Regions from separate parts of the Rattus norvegicus genome. Here region 1 is linked to region 2. Evidence: chromatin contacts called from public Hi-C data. All regions are on one chromosome and are shown on one strand. The core of a region is the stretch at or near the end of the contact, and the rest is flanking DNA. Distances in the headings are between cores, read along the strand shown. Region 1 overlaps Atp1b1 (ATPase Na+/K+ transporting subunit beta 1). Region 2 holds the start of Nme7 (NME/NM23 family member 7).

Region 1 (6,815 bases), core at 1,206-3,705, 140 kb before region 2:
TGCTAGAAGTCTCCACTTGACGGCTCCAGAGAGGCTTGGGCAATGAAGGGCATCCAATAACGTATTATTACGCATAGCTTCTGACCAGGAAGGTACCCACCATCATTCAGGGATGGGCCCCCTAGAGTGTCATACACACTAAGGTCTCAGATTTCAGGATATTAATGACTCGGCCAACGTTGCATTTTGAAGTTTGACAAGTCAAGTATACACTTGTTCTTTCTTTGACCTTGGCAAAAACAAAACAAAACAAGAAACCCAGACAAACAAAAACAAAACAAAAAACCCATGGTGTAAAATGCCTAGAACTTGTCTATTGCATCCCTTTCATAAAGAAGTAGCGCCTTCCTTGTTTGGGGAATAAACACAGTCAGGAGCTAGCCAAAACATCACACTCCATATCCTGTGAAATTGTATTGTTAAAAGCTACAATGTCCTCACTAAGTAATTCTCCTGCAGCCACGGAGACGATTCCTGATGGATAATTCTGAAATCATGAAGGGCCGGGGAGCAGAGTTTGTGGCATTTGGTTTAGACTGGGCACTGATTTCTACACACCAAGGGTGGTTAACCAGCTAAGTAGACTGTAGAAAACAGGTGAGCTACTAGTCCAAGACTTTTCAAAGGGAGCAGGCTTGAGGTGTCTGGGTGTACCTAGGCTATAGATGGGACTATTGTCTCAAGGCAGGACTATTGTCTTCTGGCTACCCTGGCTAACCCCAAGGCAAAAGGTAAGTGGGAGGGGACTGGTTCCCAGAATTCTGTAAAGTAAGTCTTGATAATAACTCCACAGATAAAATAATAAATAAAAATAAAACACCTAGGTTGTTCAGATTGACACTTAAAGGGAGGGACTCTTCCAAATGAGTAACGGTAAAGGTTCACATGTGTATCCGTATAAGTCATTCTCACTCCATTTTCTTTGTAACTGGAAAGTACTTTCAACCTGGAATGGATTGGAGACAGGCGATGCCTTCATGTGAACGTTTTTCTTAGCCTTCCGTGCCCTTGGAGGTTTCTGTGGAAGATGATACCTGTTTAAGCGTACTTGGCTGTGAGTCATCAGAAGTATCAAATGATAGGTCCACACAGTCGGCTTCGGGAGCTTTGGGATTCAATGGGGAAACTGCTACAAGGTTAAAATGGCCACATTCTCCTTGAAGTACTTCAGCAGCAGATTGAGAAATCACAAACTTGCTACATTATAAACAAAATGCCGACTAGTGAAAAGCCTCTTTTCTTTTTTGTCTTCTGTTCACTTCCCCCTACTGTGAACACCTGCTGATGCCTGAAGTGGGGGTGTTTGCCTCTGTTGTTTCACAGAAGGTAGAGGCCCCAGAGGCAGGTGCATCTGGAAAGGGCAAGTGTGAAGTCAGAGGCGCCTGTGCTTGCGTGCACCTGTGTGTGAGTGTTAGGTTTTTGTGAGACCAGGCTGGCCTTGAACTCATATACACCTGTCTCTGCCTCCTGAGTGCTGGGACTATGGTTTGTGCTACCACCACCCAAACTGAAGTATTTGTAAGAACCCAAAATTAGCATTCAAATTATTGTTTCAGTTCTCCAAGGTGACTTTGCAAGGTAGCAGCAGGACTAGTTTTTGCTGGTGGTGGCAAAGCAAGGCTATATTGAGCTTCACCTCCTTATTGGACACTTAGGTGCTGAGAACAGAGTCAGGAGGCAAGACCTGCTCCAGGGACCGTGGTTTGGAACCATATAGCCAGAGGATGGATGTTCTGCTCTGGCCTCTGGGAGTTACCACTGAAGTAGAGCTCACCCTTGTTCTGTTTCTACTAACAGCTTTAGAAGTGGGCAACGGAAAGCCAGAAGCCAAAAGATCTATGCGGGCGTACCAGCTGGCAAAGGCCCTAGTTGGCAAGGTGGGGGTGGGGGTAGGGATTTGAGCTATGGGGTGGAAATCGGTGTGATTCCAGCGTTTGATTTCGTTATTTATTTGCCTTGACTAGAGAAGGGTGGCACTGATTGCACGTCACTCTTCTGGGTCAGTGGTGCCACTGCAGGTAACTATAGTACACATCGTTTTCACGGGTCAGATGGCAGGCGGCAGGCAGCTGACGCACTTCTGAGCAAGTGAGGCCAGCGTATACATCTGGGTGAACCCAAGGTCCTGAAAAACAAGGACTGAGATACAGGGACTCATGTTTGGGGGTCTGGCACATGTCACTCTGTGTCTCTTAATGGGGACCTTGGCTTGGGATGGTGAGAGAATGACAAGGACTCTCGGTAATCCCATGGTCCTTTGCTCTTCCGAGAAGTGGCATCACTGTACCTCATACAGACACCTAAGAAATGGTCCCTGAAAGAGAATACAGAGGGACAGCTGGAAAGTGAGAGGCAGTGGGGAATTCCAACTGATGCCAGGGCAGAAGGGACAGTGACGTGGGTGAGCCTGCTTTGTGACCTGGGTCCTACCTTGTTTATTTTCAGTGTGACCTTAAGGTCACTTTGTAGGTGCAGCTTGTCTGTTGGACTCCGTTGCTTTGCTAGCAGGGTGGGGTTTTGCTGTGTCTCCTGCTCTGCTGGGGCCCACAGCTTACACTGCTGTTACTTAGCAAGCTGGCTGCATGCAGTCTCCTTTCGGTTGGCTGCGGTCTCTTTTCTCCGGGCTTCCCTCTTTTCTGAAGGACAGGTGGGGCTGTTCTAGCTTCTGACATTTGATCCCTTTCATTTCTTCAGCCTTCCAGCTGCCCCACCCTCCTGGGCCTGGGAAGCCCTGCAGCCCTGTGGTAACCCTGGGCACACAGTTCTGCCCTTTGTCCAGTTCTGCCTGACAAATTCACAGGCACTTGTTCTCCGATCTTAGGCATGACTGCCCCTCGAGAGTCCACTTTCTCAGGATCCCAGGGCTGTTCTAGGAAAACACCCCCATTCTCCTGGTTTTTAATTCTCTAGCACTGGTCTGTGCCCTTCACTCCCCCAGGGCCAGGCAAATCACCTTGACTTAACGTCCTGTTTACAACTCTGGGCAGCCCTCTAGCTGCCTGCCCCTGTTTCAGTCCTATCTGTTTGTTGTCCCACACTCTTGCCCTCGATGGCTTTCTCCTTGCAGAGGTCAGAGGTTCTCAGTGCTTTGCATCATAGCACAATTGGTAAGTCACAGGGCAGCCTCCCATGTAATATAAAAACAAATTATCTAGAATATACTGAGATTGATTTAGACATAAAAAGCAATCTTTCCTGATTTAATCAAGCCAGGTGTGGTGGCTCACACCTTTGATCCCAGCGCTGGGGAGGCAGAGGAAGGTGGATTTCTGTGAGTTCCAGGCCAGCCTGGTCTACAGAGTGAGCTCTGGGACAGCCAGGGCTACACAGAGGAACCTTGTCTTGAAAAACCGGGTGTTGTGGTGGGGGAGAATGTTTAATCATGAGTACCCTTTGTTTATTTCAAGCTGAAGACTTTATGAGCTAATTCTGAAGCACCTTTCCCCCGTCCACAGCTTCCCCTCTGTCCTTTAGACTTTGCATTAGCCTGTCCAAGAAGATTCTTTACATTTAAAAAAAAGTCACTTTTATAAGAAGTATAGGGTGCGTGTGTCATGGTATACACATGTGGCGTATGTGTATACGAGGACAACTTTGTGGAGTCAGTTTTCTCTTTGCACCTTTATGAGGGTCCCAGGATCCAGTCAGGTCAGTAGGCTTGCACAGCAAGTGCTTTCCGTGCTGAGCAACCTCGCTGGCCCACGCCCCAGAAGATTCTTTGTTGTTCGGTTGGTTTGAGACAAAAAGTCTCATTGTGTAGCTCTGGCTGGCCTTGAACTTGTTTCAGGCTGTCCTGGAGCATAGAGAGCTCCATGAGTGCTGGAATTGAAGGCCTGTGCCACCGTGCTGCCCAGGAAGGTGCTTGTCATCAATCCTGACATTGTCATCTTGAGCACTCCTCTTCCCAACTCTACTCTCGCTTCCTTGTCTTCATCTCCACCCCTTCTGCCATCGCTATGGGGGCTGTTCACTGAGCAACCTTCAGGTGGGCCATGCAACCCCTTTTGAAGCTCAAGGCAATCTTTACTAGAAAAACTAACCGCTATTGCCTTTAACTTGTGTTGAAGGCTTCTTCTCAAGTCCCACACATGGCGCTGGCAAATAATTAACTAAGTTGGTTGTGCGTCCACTCGAATTTATGTCATTGTCTGCACTGATGTCGCCACTATTCAATTCTGATTCTCCAGAGCAGTCATTCTAAACCGAGGGTGCTTTATGCCCAGGTAGGGCTGGAATGGATCCTATGAGGCTGCTGGTCGAACCAGCCTTTGAGGAGAGTGGTGTGGGTGCTCCCAGTTGCCAGGAGGAGATGGAAGGAAGTCAGGTACAGCTCCTGACTAGAGGCGCCTGACACAGAGTGAGGCTGCCAGATGTCACAACAGAAAACACAGGATAGCTGGTTACCTTGAAATTTGTTACACAGAGTGTGTTCCAAGGAACTGCCCCACGCTTATTTGCAACTGGAAAGTAATTGGGTATCTTTATCTGTCTGTTCTGGACTGGACTGTCTTTCCACCTCACTGCCCTGGACCTGGTGGTGCTGTGTAGTGTAGTCCGAGTGCCCATTTGGAAAACACTACGAGGGCGGAGGCTACTGGACACGAGAGAGTAACAGCAGAGAAGGCAAACCCACGTCATGCGTCTTGAACTTCACTCTGACAGGGCCGACATGCTCAGACATTTGTATTGGCAACTGCATATGTGTCTTGAGTCGTCCCCCATTAGAAACTGAAAGAATCTATCCTAGGTTACAAGAGCCAAAGGAGCGTCTCTGTGGAGCAGTCCTGAGGTTAGAGAGACTGGGGTGACCTGGAACACAGGCAGGGGCAGGTGCCTGCTCCACATACTTCGGTGCTATGACTGAAGGGACAGCCACCTGTGTACCGGCTGCTAGCAACACGGCTTTGAACGTGACTGCATTCGAGGGCCCTAGAGAACCCCGGGGTTTGGAGAGCCGCACACCTGGGTCGGGATTCTGGTTCCACTGCTTTCTCTGCATCCTTGGCACAGCACTCTGCTTTCATTCTAAGTGGCGTTCTCATTCATAAAACAGGCTAGTGCCTACTGTGAAGTGTTGGCAAGGAAACTGGATGTTATTTGATATTGCATCACCGCCATTACATTTAGACAGCTAATCTAAATCCCATCAGATTGGATTCACCAGGGAAGTGGGGACTTAATCCATCCCGAGTTAAGAGGGGGCAAGGGAAGTGTGTTTGTGCCGGGAACGCCTGCTTTTGAAGTCTCCTGGTTGCGTTCCTACTAATAATGTCTGTCTTCCTGACTCTTCCCTGGTGTAGGATTGACACAGATTCCTCAGATCCAAAAGACTGAAATTTCCTTCCGTCCTAATGACCCCAAGAGCTACGAGGCCTATGTGCTAAACATCATCAGGTTCCTGGAAAAGTACAAAGATTCGGCCCAGAAGGACGACATGATTTTCGAGGATTGTGGCAGTAAGTGAATGACTCACTGATGCACGTGGCCCCGCTATTGGACGAGATGTCTGTCAGTTTGCTTCACTGCTTTAGCAGTCTAAAGGCAATGTCTCTGAATTCCTGTTAGAATTTACAAGGAGGGTTAGGCTTTCACCTTACTTCACAGTGATAAAAAAGGGACGAATGATGAACAAGGAGAAATCATGTTTAAAGAGGAAATGATTTAATAAAATACCCATTTTGATAATAATAGTCATACATAATATATATCAAATATACAATAGATAATATATATCAAATATACAGTAAAATACATGCACCGTTTTTCTGCAGCATGACTTAAATTCTGTATCCTTTCCATTTTTCTCTGGCTTTTTCGTTAAGTGTGGAGAGCATTTCCCAGTTAAACAATGCTTTTGTAATAAGAGGGGAATGTACAGCTTCCAAAGACGAAACTGACGACTTCCATCTTCTTGACCATTTACCTTCCACTTGGAGACATAGCTCCAGAAAGTTCTGACCCAAACCTTCCAGATCAAAAGTATTGACAGCCTTTCAATTTCATGTCCTTGTCGTAATGCCCCTGTTTCAGAGCAAAGCTGTGGATTGGTGAAAATGTTGCTGCTGGTGCTGAAGTAATGGTCTTGTTTCCCTCAGCCCTAAGTAGCTAAGCAATCCGTTAGAGAAGTGGTTCTACACTCGAGGGTCTCTACCCTTTGGGGTGGAATGACTCTTTCTATAGGGGTGGCCTAAGACCATTGGAAAACAGATATTTACATTACAATTCAATTACAGCAAAATTATAGTTATGAAGTAGCAATGAAAATAATGTTATGGCTGGGGGTACCACAACATGAGGAACTGTATGATAGGGTCGCAGTGTTAGGAAGGCTGAGAGTCATTGCCTTAGAACAACAGAAAGACCAGCCGAGCCTCAGCCTGGTGAAGCTGGTGAGCAGGTTAGCTTTGGGGTCATGTGATGGCCTTTGCTTACACTAAGACATCTTTACTTTTTGAAGAGAGCAGACAGCTTGGGGGAAGTCCTTGTCTAATGTAGACCACGTGTAGCCATGTCTTCAATGGGAAATTATAAGGAACAAGAGGTTCTTCTCTTTCTTAATGGTTCAGAGCGAACGGTTGGTGCACTCTTTAAAATGTGTTTGTGCTTTTAGGTATGCCCAGTGAACCCAAGGAGCGGGGAGAGTTCAATCATGAACGAGGAGAGCGCAAGGTGTGCAGGTTCAAGCTTGACTGGCTGGGGAACTGCTCTGGTCTCAATGATGAATCCTACGGCTACAAAGAGGGGAAGCCCTGTATCATTATCAAGCTCAACCGAGTGCTGGGCTTCAAACCTAAGGCAAGTGCCATTCTGCAGTC
Region 2 (6,765 bases), core at 1,006-3,505:
TCCCCCCAGATTCTAATTAACCTCTGCACTCACCTTGCCTCACAGAATCTGGAGCCACCTGAGAGCTCTTCTATTACTAATATTTCAGTTTGAAACCATCTGAGATGGCCTTAACTGCTTGTCATGTCATATCCTCAAACTACTTTACTCTCTCTCTCTCTCTCTCTCTCTCTCTCTCTCTCTCTCTCTCTCTCTCTGCCGTGTGTGTGTGTGTGTGTGTGTGTGTGTGTGTGTGTGTGTGTGTGCGCACGCGCGCGCACGCGCAACGGGACATCTAGCCTCCTCTCCTTTCAAAACATTTCACTGCTTCTCAGAAAGGACTGACAGCAAATGAGAAAGATCTAGATGGGGGGGGGGGGACTGAGATTTTTACTTAACTGTTTTTAGGCCTCTTTTTAAAAAAAAATTTCAGTTTTTCCAACGAACAGTAAGAGCACCGTCTCTAAGTCTGCATGCCCGGAGAAATTCACTCTTCCTGCACTAAGACCAAGTTTTGATTTTGATGAATCATGAATCACAGTAAGAAATATACTTGCATAATAATTAGCATACAACACACGCACATAACGCACACACACAGAACAGATCAAATGCCGGCTAACTTCATGTAACAAATGGATACAACAGATGGAGCAAGTGAAATTAAGAGCAAATGCAGATGAAAGGTCACTTCCGCACTTCCTTCTTTAAAGTATAAATACAAGGCTACAGAACGGATAAAATCTTCATAGGAGGGGATGGGAAGGCAAAGTTAGAGCAGAGACTGGAGGGAGGGCCATTCAGAGCCTGCTCCACATGTGGCCCATACATATACAGCCACCAAACTAGATAAGATGGATGAAGCTAAGAAGCGCAGGCCGACAGGAACCGGGTGTAGACACAGCCAGAATACGGCAAATACATAGGCGAACTAGCAGCAAACTACTGAACTGAGAACGGGACCCCCGTTGGAGGAATTAGAGAGAGGACTGAAGAAGCTGAAGGGGCTTGCAACCCCATAAGAACAACAATGCCAACCAACCAGAGTTTCCAGGGACTAAACTACTACCCAAAGACTATACATGGACTGACCCATGGCTCCAGCTACATATGTAGTAGAGGATGGTCTTGTTGGGCACTAATGAAAGGAGAAGTTCTTGTTACTGCCAAGGTTGGGACCACAATGTAAGGGAATGTCCGGGGGTGGGGGCCGTAAGGAGGGGTGAATGGGGAGAGGAACACCCTTACAGAAGACGGGGAGGGGAGGGGAAGGTGGCTTATGGACAGGAAACCAGGAAAGAGAATAACATTTGAAATGTAAATAAAGAAATATCCAATAAAAAAAAGGACAGATAAAATCATTGATTATTTGGAATCCAATACTAAATACATTGCCTCTTAGATTCTGTCAAGTGCCTAGAAAGGAGAAAAAAGGAAGAAGAGAGATAGGGTTTGTGAAGTAAAGGTTTGAAAAGGTTTCTACAGGAAAAAAGGACCAGATTGGGTAACAAAAAGAACTGCTGAACATTGGTGAGAAAGCCTGGTATGTAGGGATGTCTCTTGCTAAGTCACAGCTATACCCATCTGAAGGCAACATTTTGCTATGTCCCATCCACCATTCACAAGTGCTGAGACGACTAAAGATGAGTTCACTAGAACTCTGTGCACTGGAGAAATGGGTGCGTTAAAATCTAAAGGTTTATTAAAATACAAATTATCAAGCCCCATTCCTAATCAGTCATAATTTATGGTGGTGTTGGTGAATTCTAGAAGCTCTCCAAGTAATCTTGAAAGACATACCTGCTAAAACACAGAGATCTGGAAAGTATGCAATGGACTAGAAGCTGAGCCTGCAGACATCTATTACTAAGCGGTCCTGGTAGGAGATGCTAGGCAGAACTCCGCCGCCTGGGAGAACACACTCCAATATTCAGGTTAGTGATGATACAGCATCACGTCGAAATGGGCCTGCAAGCTTGAAAACTGAAAAAGAGGAACAATGCACACTTATAAACTGTTTATTCGAAATAATGTCTCATCGGGTTTTCTTAGATTCCAAACTACTTTCTGTTACTCTATCTAGCTTGATGTCTTAGGAGCGCTAAAATGGAAATTAGGGAGCTGCAAGAAAAGGGGAGAGCAGAGACAGAAGGAACTCCTCCTAGCGAGATAAAGGAGGTGAAGAAAAGCAGGATGTCTTTTACATTCAGTAACCAGGGTCTCGGAGCCTTTCGTTGGGCCTCCGGTAACACTCACCATAGTTTGTGGATCTCAGCACAGGAAATAGATATCTGTACACAGGAAGACCACAACACAGCCAATGATTCGGTTACTGTGGCAACGCAAGCCCCGCCTTTCTTCGGCGTCTCCCGAGACTCCGCCTCTAAGCTGCTTCGTCTCCATTGGTTGGGAGTAATCAGGCCCCGCCCACTCACTCAGAGATCCACCCGTTGCCTCGTCGCCTGGGGCAACGAGACGCCACCTTCTCCCTTCCAACGAGTTCACTTCCGTCTGGTTGGTAGTGACCCGGAAGTTTAAGCTTCTATATGGCTTGCTTTATATATTGGTACTTCTTTAAAAAAGTAGATAACTTCCACTTTTCACTTTCTGAGCCGATGCGTAGTAGACCCTGTGTTTCTCCATTGTACACACAGCACAAAGTGTTGCTTGGTCCTTCGGAAGAGCACTCCGGAAATGAAACCCTGAGTAATAGGAAGTGATTAGATTGAGCTAGGTGTCCGGAAGGCTTGGGCGGGTTGGCATCCGAATGCCAGAGGTGTTTACAAGTTAGCCGGCTGCTGAGTGAGTGAAGAACCTGAGCGGTGAACATTGAAATAAGGATATCAGAGGTAAATCCTGGAGCCGGTCCGTGTGCCAGACGCGGTGGGAAGAGGGCAGTCTGGGTTGGAGCTCGGAGGCCATTGGTTTTTGGATTTAAAGGTTGTTCTGGGAAAAGGCTTCTGACAGAGACAAACTTGAGCTCATACTTCTCGAGAATGAGGCTGACAGTCTTAATGCTTCCACCCCCTCTCCTTTTAAACTCGGCACCCATGCATCCCCACACACCTTCACCCGGTGTTTCTTAGACAGGGACCCTCGCCGTTCGGCATTGCATGGTCCCAGCGAAGTTTCTGACTTAAATCTGTTTGCCATTGGATAGAGTTTCAGGATGCATTCCCAGGACAAGGATTTGTGATGTTCAGGAAGTTAGTCCGTGTATATCTGAGAGCAGTCAGCTTTTAGGACGTGTGGTCACCTCTTCTATAGTCTAGACTCCAGAGAGCACTTAAACTATGCCTGGTTTCCCAGTATTTAACAGGTATATGTCACCGCCTGTCAAAAGGAGATAATGAGGAACGTGGGTACTACAGGCAGGAATAATTAAAACATAACTTTTAAAGTAGAAGCATTTGCTGAATATATTGTTATTGCTTTGATTCTTTCCTATGTATACATTTCTAGGTCTTCAGTGAAAGTCTTGGATTGTATTTTCATTAGTTATGGAAAAAATGACTACTCTTAAAAGTTTTGAAAGCAAAGGTGAGTGTTTCTGCTTTGATAATAGTTCGCTTGGGTTTTTGTTTGATTGGTTGCCTGTTTTGTTTTTGGGGGGGCTGTTTTTTTATTGTTGTTTTTTGGGTTTATTTTTGGGAGCGGGAGGGCGGGATTTGAGACAGGGTTTCTCTGTGTTGTACTGACTGTCTGAGAACTCACTGGGCTTGAACTCAAAGAGATCCGCCTTGATTATCTAGTAAGGCAGGTAATACAACGGTTTATTTTATTTTTACTGTAATGTAACTATTGCCAGTGGAAAAAAGATGTTTGTGCTACATGGATCGAAAAAAAAAAAGAATACCTATATTTGATGTTGTCACTTGTCTACATCCTTTAACTGCCTCCAGAGAGAAATGTGATTTTTCGTATAGCAACAGAACTGTCTCTCAAGCGTGTGAGTAGCACTGACATCCCATAGGAGGGCAGACCATTACCACTCGGGCTCATCCCAAACCTAAAATAAGCAATTTAATTAAAAATTAAAATTGTAGACTTCTACATTAGAAATATAGCTGTGACAGTTTAGCAAACAGATAGTAAGGTCTGGGACATTTAAATAATAAGGATCTGGTGAAAATGTTTCTATGAGCAAGTGAATTTGGAAATGCTGGGTTGGATTGGTTACACAAGCATTTCCCAGTGCTGTTAGAAAACCAGTATATACCGTGAAACACTAGAGGCTAAGTGTGCACACACATTTGACCAAGCAACTGTTTATCCAGAGCCTATAGAGCAGAGATTCTCAATATGTGGGTCGTCAACCCCACATATCAGACATTTGCATTACATTTATACATAACAGTAGCAAAAATACAGCTATGAAGTAGCAACAAAATGTGGTGTTGGGTGACTACAGCATGGGAAACTTGGGTGACCACAACACGGGGAACTGTGTAAGAGAATCTCAGATTTGTAAGGTTGAGGACCACTAGACTAGAGGAAAGGTCTGGGTCTCACCTTCATAAAGGTTAATATGATTGTCTCTAGCATATTCCTCTAATGTAATAGCTAAACTTTACTAGATGATAACTGTGACATTTAAAAGACGCTAAAGCTGGGCCTCGTGGCACAGGCTTGTAATTCCAGCTACTTGGGAGACTGAGGCAGGAGGACCACAAATTCATACCCTGTTTGGGATACAGAGTCAGTTCAAGGCATGGGCAACCTAGTGAGATCCTGTCTCAAAATAGAACTGTAAAATGGGGACTGTGAGAAAGCTTTGTGCTGGACGGCTTGCTTGCCCATGCTAGGGCCTAGCTTCAGTCCCCGCTGCCCGCCCCCATGTGTCCCCCATGTATGCCAGAAGAATACTGTCTTAAAATTTACCAAGTGACATCTCAGTTTACCCGTTGATTGTTTAATTTACATATGTTCCCGAGAGTCTGTCAGACTATAAAAGGAGCTATGACTTAATGATTTAATGTAGAAGGGAAAGCCAAGTTGTTTTAAGTTTGTCACTAAAGGTTTAAATGAAGTTTCGGCATGTGTTCACAGAGTAATAAACTCATTCATTAAACATTTAATTTTCTTCTTCATGCCATGCACACTTCCTTAGCTGTAAAATGAGCTGGTAAAACGATCTGTAACTAAAGTGGCTTCTCATAGTCCAGTATGGAAGAGAGTCAGGTTATCCTGAAAGGATATAGCACTTACAGTCTTCTGCCAGCTCCCACTGGTAGAAGGATGGTGAAGCTCACGGCAGGGCTAAGGTTGTACCACAACCAGCCGCTGAAACTGAGTATTATTTTGGCTCGTGCGTTTGATGTTCTGCCTGTGCCCAGTCACGTGACTTACAAGTACTTCTGCTCATACATTTGCCCTGTCACTAGTAAGGGAAGTGTCTGTTCAGTGATGGCCTCTAATCATGCTCTTCTTCCAGAATCTAAAACAAAAATTGGTGAATTGTGACCCTCAGACCCCTTGAAAAAGTTTGCAGTCAGTTTGACGATTATAACAGTAACTGAATCCATGTAAATCAGGTGTTACCCTGAGTAAAATAGATTCCGGTGTTTTTTATTACTTACTTAACCAAAAATGTATTGCCATTAAAAAAAATGTTTTTGTCTTCTTATGTAAGTGACTGGAAACTTTCTTCAGTTTTACTTCATCATTCCAGAAACCTAAAATATTTTCCCTCAGGCCTTTTACCAAAACTGTTCACCAGCCCCTGTGTAGAATATAGACAGTGACCTTGCTGGGTCTTCACCTTCCATCAGTCCAAGGAAAAGCCACAAACCCTCGATGTGCTTTAACTGACTAGTGCATGATGACAGGTGGGAAGGGAGGAACAGTACAGGGATGCTGGTGGCTCCCTCAGGAAATGGAGAGCAAGGATTGGTGGTTTGCTTTGCTCAGCATTATCCATCATACATACATGCATACATGCATGCATACATACATTCATTATTCATAATTACAGAGCTGGCACCAGAGGTTTTTGTCTTCTCACTTGAAGGATGTAATTGTTCATGAATGTGCCCTGCATTGCCTAGTACCTATGTAATAAAGGTTTCTGTGTGTCACAGGGAAGAGGGGACATGAAAGGTAAGAAAACACAAAGCCCCAGCTCTGCCTGCTTCCCACGGTAGCAGGAGCTGGTGAGTTACTTCTGGTAGCCATGAGTTCTTAGTAAGTAGAACAGTTTAAATAAAGCTAAGAGTAAATTGGAATTGAAAGTTGATTGAACTTCTTGACTGGAATTTTGTTTTGTTTCAAGAGAAGTATCTATCAAATGTACATTGTTTCTTTGCCTTTTAACAAACTTTGTGATTTGTCCTCAAATTTCTATTATTTGGAGTTTCTTTCATTAATTTTTTTCTTTATAAAAGTATTATTTAAAGTCCTAGACCAACTATGTTATGACTTGCCTAGGAATCCATTTTGATTTGAACCAAAACCTAGGATCCCACCTGCTTCTTCTTGACCAAGCTCTTGACCAAGTGGGCTGGAACGGGGTTACTTTAGGAGAGACGTGTTCTGTTGTTGTTGTTAGCCTATAGTTAATACGTAATTCTACACTCTTAAATACCAGAAATAGGCTATACAGATTAGATCAAATTAGACAAATCTAAACCCAAATTTTAAGAATATGAAAACTAGTAAACCATGGTAATGTGTTAAGAGGCAGAGGCTGGAAGAATCCAGATTGAGGCTGTCTGGGACTGCATGTCAGCTTTGTAGCCAGCTTAAATTACGTAGTAAGGCCCTGTCTACACACACACACACACACAC

What was found. A called contact is a pair of places that touch in the nucleus more often than the background predicts.
Region 1: a contact with region 2 is called in a Hi-C map of frontal cortex, with 1.8 times the contacts expected there. The contact joins the enhancer-like site here to the promoter of Nme7 in region 2. A contact is called at or near these places in 3 of 12 Hi-C or Micro-C datasets (the A7r5 cell line, frontal cortex and kidney).

What each region holds. Positions count from the first base shown.
Region 1 is chr13:79,324,536-79,331,350 of GRCr8, reverse strand. It overlaps Atp1b1 (ATPase Na+/K+ transporting subunit beta 1), which reads left to right. Exons shown (of 6, transcript NM_013113.2): 3 at 5,301-5,456; 4 at 6,611-6,795. Among named protein-coding and RNA genes, the nearest start is that of Atp1b1, 12 kb to the left of the region's middle. Within about 2 kb of position 2,455, at least 16 of the 93 cell types and tissues checked have an H3K27ac peak or open chromatin away from gene starts, as enhancers often do. A contact at or near this core is called in kidney, where this site is marked.
Region 2 is chr13:79,186,071-79,192,835 of GRCr8, reverse strand. It overlaps Nme7 (NME/NM23 family member 7), which reads right to left and starts at 2,255. Exons shown (of 14, transcript NM_138532.1): 1 at 2,236-2,255; 2 at 1,780-1,962. It overlaps Blzf1 (basic leucine zipper nuclear factor 1), which reads left to right and starts at 2,720. Exons shown (of 7, transcript NM_001017494.1): 1 at 2,720-2,828; 2 at 3,442-3,519. The coding sequence starts at 3,480.